2 separate regions of the Mus musculus genome follow, and region 1 is linked to region 2. A link is a contact called in public HiChIP or PLAC-seq data. All regions are on one chromosome and are shown on one strand. Each heading gives the region's core, a stretch centred on a gene start, on an enhancer-like site or on the middle of the called end of the contact. The rest is flanking DNA. Distances are from core to core; before and after follow the strand shown.

Region 1 (3,322 bases), core at 517-3,016, 72 kb after region 2:
TCTGTGTCATGAGTGCCGGGATTAAAGGCGTGCAGAGCCACGTTCTACCCAGTAGTTGCTTTCCAACTCAGTATTTAGGAAAATAAAGCTTGATATCTTAATGTGGCTGAATATTTACCAAGATGGTTAAACTTCTGGACTGGATTTCTACAAAGATCTTGTATAAAGCATGATGCTAATGTAGCCTTTGCTGCAAGGTGGAATGTCAAGCAAGAGTCACTTATGACTCAGAGACATGGCAGCCTGAGGAAGGGGTCACTTTAACACAGCAGAAGGAAAATGAGACACGCAGCATCTTATGTGGATATTTAATTTTATTTAAGACCTAATATTATGGCCTGTTACATGTCTCATATTATAAAACTATGGAACACCGGGTGGTAGACGTGAATAATTTATTTTACTTCTGACAACAGCAGCCCATGTTGACTTTGGAGAGTCGCAGAGAGCAGATTCTCATCTCAGTGGGGTCTAGAAGAAATCACTCATCAGAGATGTGGGGGGGGGGGACAATCTAATCTCAAGTGCATGCCATCAGATATTTCTTTTTCATTTTAAAACCCACATCTCTTGCATGCTTCAAGGAGACCTATTCTGAGAATCAGAGGGCTGGCTAGAGGGTGGTGGAGAAAACAGGCAAGGCTGACCCTGGAGACTTAGTGTTCCACAGAAGCAGCTGTTAACATACAAGAGAGCAGCGCACTAACAGTCTGCCAACAGTCATACTGCTGAAGAGATGCTTTCAAGAGCAAGAGGAAGAAGAAGAAGAAGAAGAAGAAGAAGAAGAAGAAGAAGTAGTAGTAGTAGTAGTAGTAGTAGTAGTAGTAGTAGTAGTAGTAGTAGTAGTAGTAGTAGTAGTTTGTATAGCTCAGGATGAGAAACCCTCTAAGAACAGGTCTATCTTGTTATTTTGTTCAAAGTTTAGGGAAGAAGCAAGGTCAGACACATACTTAAAAATTAGGCTCTGGCTTCCTGAGGGTCCACCGGAAGGGGAAGCACCTCGTCATTGTGGGACTGACGGGGACTGGGGACTGAGACCCATTGAGGGGTGGGGTGAGGAGTCAGAGACGCCAGTAAAGTACATGTTGCTACACATCCAAATGTCCTCTGGGAACAGGGCTCAGGCAAGAAGAAGACATGCGTTTGGAAACAGACATGCTGACTGAGGAAGCCGGTACTCTAAATGTCTCAAGATCTGGTGGAAACCGGGAAGAACGGGCGTGGTGGCGCACGCCTTTAATCCCAGCACTCGGGAGGCAGAGACAGGCGGATTTCTGAGTTCAAAGCCAGCCTGGTCTACAAAGTGAGTTCCAGGACAGCAGGGGTTAAACAGATAAACCCTGTCTCGGAAAAAAAAATGGGTCATAGAAGCCTTTAGGTCCTGGGTTCCGGATGTCACCCCGAGGGCTTTCTTGTAAACATCTAAGCAGGAAGGTCTGGACTGCAGGAGCAGGCACAACCTTAGCCAAAACCTTTAACCTGAGATTGAATCCCAAAACAACTTTAAAATCCTGCTAAGGACCACAAACTGTATCCTGCCACCAAGCAGGTAACTGCTAAATGACTGACAGCAGCCACCACGAAGCATTTTAGTAAGCAGTTCTCGGCATACAGGGGTGGCGTGTGTGTGTGTGTGTGTGTGTGTGTGTGTGTGTGTGTGTGTGTGTGTCTGCCAATCTCAGAGGCTTCGTAACTATCTGGTCAGCCCTTCTGCTGAACAACCAAACACGGGCAGGCCGCACACCAGACAACAGCGAAGGACACTGGGAACAAAGTTTGAATGACGCCTTTGCCTTGTGAGTAATGAACAGTTCAGAGAGGTCAACCCATTACAACCCAAACTGTTTAATTATTAATTATGCACAATCTCTGAGCAAAGGGACAAGTCTGGAATGTTTAATGTGTGCTAACTTCAACTGGACTCTCTCTCTCTGGGTATTTTGTTATTAGCACTTGTCAGCAAGGTACTCAGGCATAAAACAAAGGCAAGTAGCAGAAAATCGTGTGTGTGTGTGTGTGTGTGTGTGTGTGTACCTGCATATTCACTGAGGTGGAAGAACTACAGTTGCTGCCAGATCACACAGTTAAGTCTTCCAATGAGCAAACTTGTGACCGACTACAAGGGCAGGAAGGGCAGATATTCCTTATACAGAAAGCACAAATAAGAAAAGGCTTTTGAGGCAACCAAAGAGGGGGTCACTTTTGTAAAAGAATATCCGGTTTGAAAACCATGTTCCTCGGCTTTAAGGATCACCATGTGGTTGGAATCGGAATGCTTTTCCAGAGGTTTGGTTCCCAGCACTGCACGCTCACAACTGCCTGCAACCCCAACTCCAGGGGATCTGATGCCCTCTTCTGTCCTCCATGGGCACTGCACTCATATGCATCCACCTACATGCAGACATGCACACACATGCATACACTTTAAAAAGTAAAAATAAATCTTTGAAAGGACCTGTACATTAATTTTTACCTCTAATACACCCTACTCCTGTCCCCACAAATAATCACGTGTCTGAATAAGGTCAGGGCCCACGTCTGTGCTCATGTTGGAGTCCTGGTTGCTTTACTGTGTTTGACTTATGGGAGTTGTAAGTGGGAAGTAGGGATCTCTATTCTCTCCAACTGAATGAGAATCTAAAACCATATTAGGTGAGAACTCTCAAAAAGAAAAAACTATTTTTAAAAAATTCGCAGGAAGCTGAAATTCTTAGATCCTTGCTTTGTCACAACTGGCAAGGTTGAGGAATCTTTAAGACATATTTCTGAGGACTTCAGTTTTATGTTCACTCAGAAGTAAAGACAACAATGGACTTTTACAACAATGTGGTGGTTAATTCAGAGTACATCCAAATGGAAAATTATGTATTTCTCAGTCACATGATAGTTTTCTCAAGCGAGCACCTACCACATCAAAGACGGTGAGGCTGGCTCTGTGGGATGACTGATAGGGTATCAGGGAATGGCAGCCCTGAGCCTTTGCTCTTCACCTGTCCTCTCCCCTCACCGCAGGGAGCACATGCGGTATTAACACCATGAACGTTTCTATTTGTACAAATACAGGTATCCCTCCAAACCAGGATTTTATTTTACTGACATATGGGAGACAGAGGGATAACTAAACAATCTTGGGCTATTGACTTTGTGAGTTCTATGATCAATGTTAAAATGCAGTAAAATCTTCTAATGGGGGAGGGGCTGGAGAGATGACTCAGTGGTACACAAGGATCAAGACTGAAGTTCAGAGCCCAGCACCCACGGGTGTGTTTCTGCAAATACCTAGCACCAAGCACCAAGGGGAATAGACACAGGGTGAGCATTA
Region 2 (3,347 bases), core at 302-2,801:
GAGAGCCTGCTGTTTGATCTCCAGTGTCCATGTAAAAACTCAGGCATGGCGAAGTGCGCCTGTAATCCCATGATGGAGGAGATGCAAACAGGAGGGTGCCTGGGGTTGCTGGGCAGCCCATCCAGCCAAATCAGTCCAGTGAGAGACTCTGCCTTAAGTGAATAAAGTGGAGATGGCCCAGCAGTTAGGAGCAAGTACTGCTCTTCCAGGGGACCAGCGTTCAGTTCCCAGTGCCCAAGTTGTGCAACTCACAATAACTCCGTCCCCAGGAGATGTAAGGCCCTCTGCTTGCTTCTGAGAGCACCTGCACACACCCACACGGACGCACATTTATAGACATGAATAAAATATTTTAAAAAGGAATTGGAGAGCAACAGGGGACATCCTTCTGTCCTCCACAAACATATCATATGCAGAACACACACACACACATGCATGTGTTCATACACTAGTGCTCACACACAATGAGAAATCTGAAGAGTTTACAGGCAGACAAAGGAGATGTGGGCCAACAATGGATCTGATCAAATACCTCGATGATTCTCGTCCAGAGAGAGTTTCTTCAGCAGAAAATGGCAGCTAATAGCACAGATGTGCTGTAAGGCTAAGTGATCAACTGCACGGGAAACAGCTGGCACAAAGTGCAGCCCTGCCAGCCCTGCCAGCCCTGCCAGTTGAGAAGGCTTGTTTCTATTTTTAGCTCTGCAGTATACCGGTCTGACATAAAGACGACCTACTCATCTTGACATCTTATGCCACTTGAGTTATGTCACTGGGGCAAAGTCAGGTAAGGCCCATGACTCTTCCCTGGGAGGAGACCTCAGGGCCTCTCACCTTCTGTCCAGTGCAGCCATGTTCCATGTCACCAAAGCCCAGAAGACCTTGTGATGTAAGTACACATGAAGTTCAGTTTTTATTTAAAGAGCCTAATTTCTGGACATTTATTTGGGGGTCACAGTATTGGCGTAAGTGACTTGCAGACATTGTAAGAGCTTTTCCTTCACTCGGCTGCTAAAGTTTAATTCACTCTAATTATTTCATATGGCATCGACTATAATAGTTTCATAATTTCTAGTATATTAAGCACTTAATATGTTGTGTCATTTGAAATCACATATTAAATTCAGCAAAGTACATTTTAATGAGAGTTAAGTGGTGTGAAAATATTAACACAGTGTGATGGTTCATCTTGGCACTCTCATTTTCTGGTTTTTCGAGTCTTTCCTGATGGGGGCAAGTGTCTCAATCACCAGGTAAGGGGCGTGGCAGCTACTCCTGTTCCCTGGGAGAGGGCCCAGACCTCTCTGGAGTTCCCAGTGCCCTTACCTATCCGTTCCCAGTGTCCCCAGACTTGGACACCAAAAGGCAGGAAATATGTCTTCAGTCTAGAAGAGAAGTCAGTAGCTTGGCACCTGGAAAAGTGGAAATGGCTTGCTTCCGGGTGATCTACAGTCAGCGGAGGGGCTGCTGGGACTCATGCTGTGGCTAACCCGGATGCCGCTGTCAGCATGGCAGGGTAGATGAGTGACGTCAGAGGCCAGGGTGCCAAGGTTTGGAGGAGTGCCCTTGCAAAACAACACAGATATGCTGACTTAGGCAGAGAGAGCTAGATCCGCCCTTAGACTCAGGCTCCTCCTCTTTAGTTTTATTTTGTTTGTTTATTTTAAAAAATTTTGCTTTATAGCCGGGCGGTGGTGGCCCACAGCTTTAATCCCAGCACTCAGGAGGCAGAGGCAGGCCGATTTCTGAGTTCGAGGTCAGCCTGGTCTACAAAGTGAGTTCCAGAACAGCCAGAGCTATGTAGAGAGACTCTGTCTCAAAATACATCATCATCATCATCATCAAACCCGGTCTGCATTCTCTCACTTAGGTGGTGGGAAACTCTTCTCAACAGGAGCAAGTGATCAAACCTTGTCTCTTGGGGTTCTACAGCCCAAGACACTCAGGGAATTCTATCTACATTCAGGTCACCCCAGGTCTGTATTGTGGAGAGAAGCCAATGATTCTGAAGGTTATAGGAGCTCTGCTGCCACTGTAGCTGGCCAAAGCCATCCCTCAATAGCACCCACACTTCTGCTCTAGGGCCTAAGCCCTGGGGGACCGAGACTCTCTGTGAAGTCATGATCCCTTGGTTCTCTCTCCGCTTAAGGGGTTCCATCATGTGAGCTCTCCTCCAGCCGCATGCCCTATCCATTTAATCTCTTCCATTTACCCATTCTCTTAGTCTGTTTTCTGATACTATAACGAAACACCCAAGGTCGGGAATCTGTACAGAAAAGAGGTTTATACAGCTTACAATTTTGGAGGGCTAAAATCTGTGACTGGATATCCCCATCTGCTTGGTCTTTGCTGAAGGTATTTGGTTACATCACTACACAGAGATGCATTTGGCCTCCTTTAGGCTACATGTGAAAAATCACATGGTGAGGGCTAGAGAGATGGCTCAGCCGTTAAGAGCACTGGCTGCTTTCTTTTAGAGATCCTGAGTTCAATTCCCAGCAACCACATGGTGGCTCACAACCCTCTGTAATGAGATCTGATGTCCTCTTCTGGTGTGTCTGAAGACAGCTACAGTGTACTCATATAAATAAAAGGAATAAATAAATAAATCTTCACGAGTGGTGCCCTGTGACCTAATTACCTTGCACTTGGTCCCACCTCTGCTCTAGGCACAAATCACTCCGAGGCGCCCACATCCACATGGGGCCTTGGGGGCTGAGGGAAGGTCCACAATGGCTGCTACAGATCCATTTGCAGTGGGAGGTTTGCACACCTCAGGGACGCCCAGCATATTTTACCTTTGTAAACAGAATACAAAAGTCATATTAGGACTCAAGATTTTGTTACCTATCATTTTGCATATGTGTGTGGTTGGGTGTGTGCCATGGCACACACATACGGAGGTCAGAGGACAACTTATTAGTGAATCAGTTCTCTCTCCCTATCATGTGGGTCCCAGAGATCAAACCCAGGTCATCAGACATAGCCTGATTACCCACTGAGCCACCTTGGAATTTTTACATCTTGCTAATTATATTCTCTCAGGAAAACCTTTAAGTTATACAACCGCAGCACATCAAGGCTGAACCAGACATTAGCAGTTAACTGTGCTCTGTAGCCTGCTTCTTACAAGCTAAAACAGGACCGGAGCCAGAAAGAGTGGAACTAGAACCCTGATTCCTCGGCTTCATAACCGCTGGACAAGAAAAAAGCAGACAACAGAACCAAACGGACCACCTCCGGCTTCAAATAGTCAGGAACGGTGAACAAGATCCAGGTCTGTTTTCTGCCGGCTTGCACAATAAGGCAGTTATGAACCCACCGGCTGTACCTGTCACCGTGATACG

Evidence for each region. HiChIP or PLAC-seq counts read pairs in DNA pulled down with a chosen protein or histone mark.
Region 1: a contact with region 2 is called in an H3K27ac HiChIP or PLAC-seq map of hepatocytes, with 2.6 times the contacts expected there. The contact joins two enhancer-like sites. A contact is called at or near these places in 5 of 39 promoter capture datasets (the C10 cell line, liver, stem cell-derived epiblast-like cells and 1 more), 11 of 484 Hi-C or Micro-C datasets (8-cell embryo, embryonic stem cells, liver and 1 more), 7 of 115 datasets of contacts at active chromatin or transcription factors (embryonic hindbrain, embryonic stem cells, hepatocytes and 2 more) and 3 of 9 other capture datasets (adipose tissue, liver and pancreatic islet).

Annotation. Positions count from the first base shown.
Region 1 is chr9:63,199,780-63,203,101 of GRCm38.p6, forward strand. All of the region lies in intron 19 of Map2k5 (mitogen-activated protein kinase kinase 5), which reads right to left. Among named protein-coding and RNA genes, the nearest start is that of Skor1, 54 kb to the left of the region's middle. Within about 2 kb of position 1,767, at least 17 of the 459 cell types and tissues checked have an H3K27ac peak or open chromatin away from gene starts, as enhancers often do. A contact at or near this core is called in hepatocytes, where this site is marked.
Region 2 is chr9:63,128,445-63,131,791 of GRCm38.p6, forward strand. No RefSeq gene overlaps it. Among named protein-coding and RNA genes, the nearest start is that of Gm25064, 3.2 kb to the right of the region's middle. Within about 2 kb of position 1,552, at least 7 of the 459 cell types and tissues checked have an H3K27ac peak or open chromatin away from gene starts, as enhancers often do. A contact at or near this core is called in hepatocytes, where this site is marked.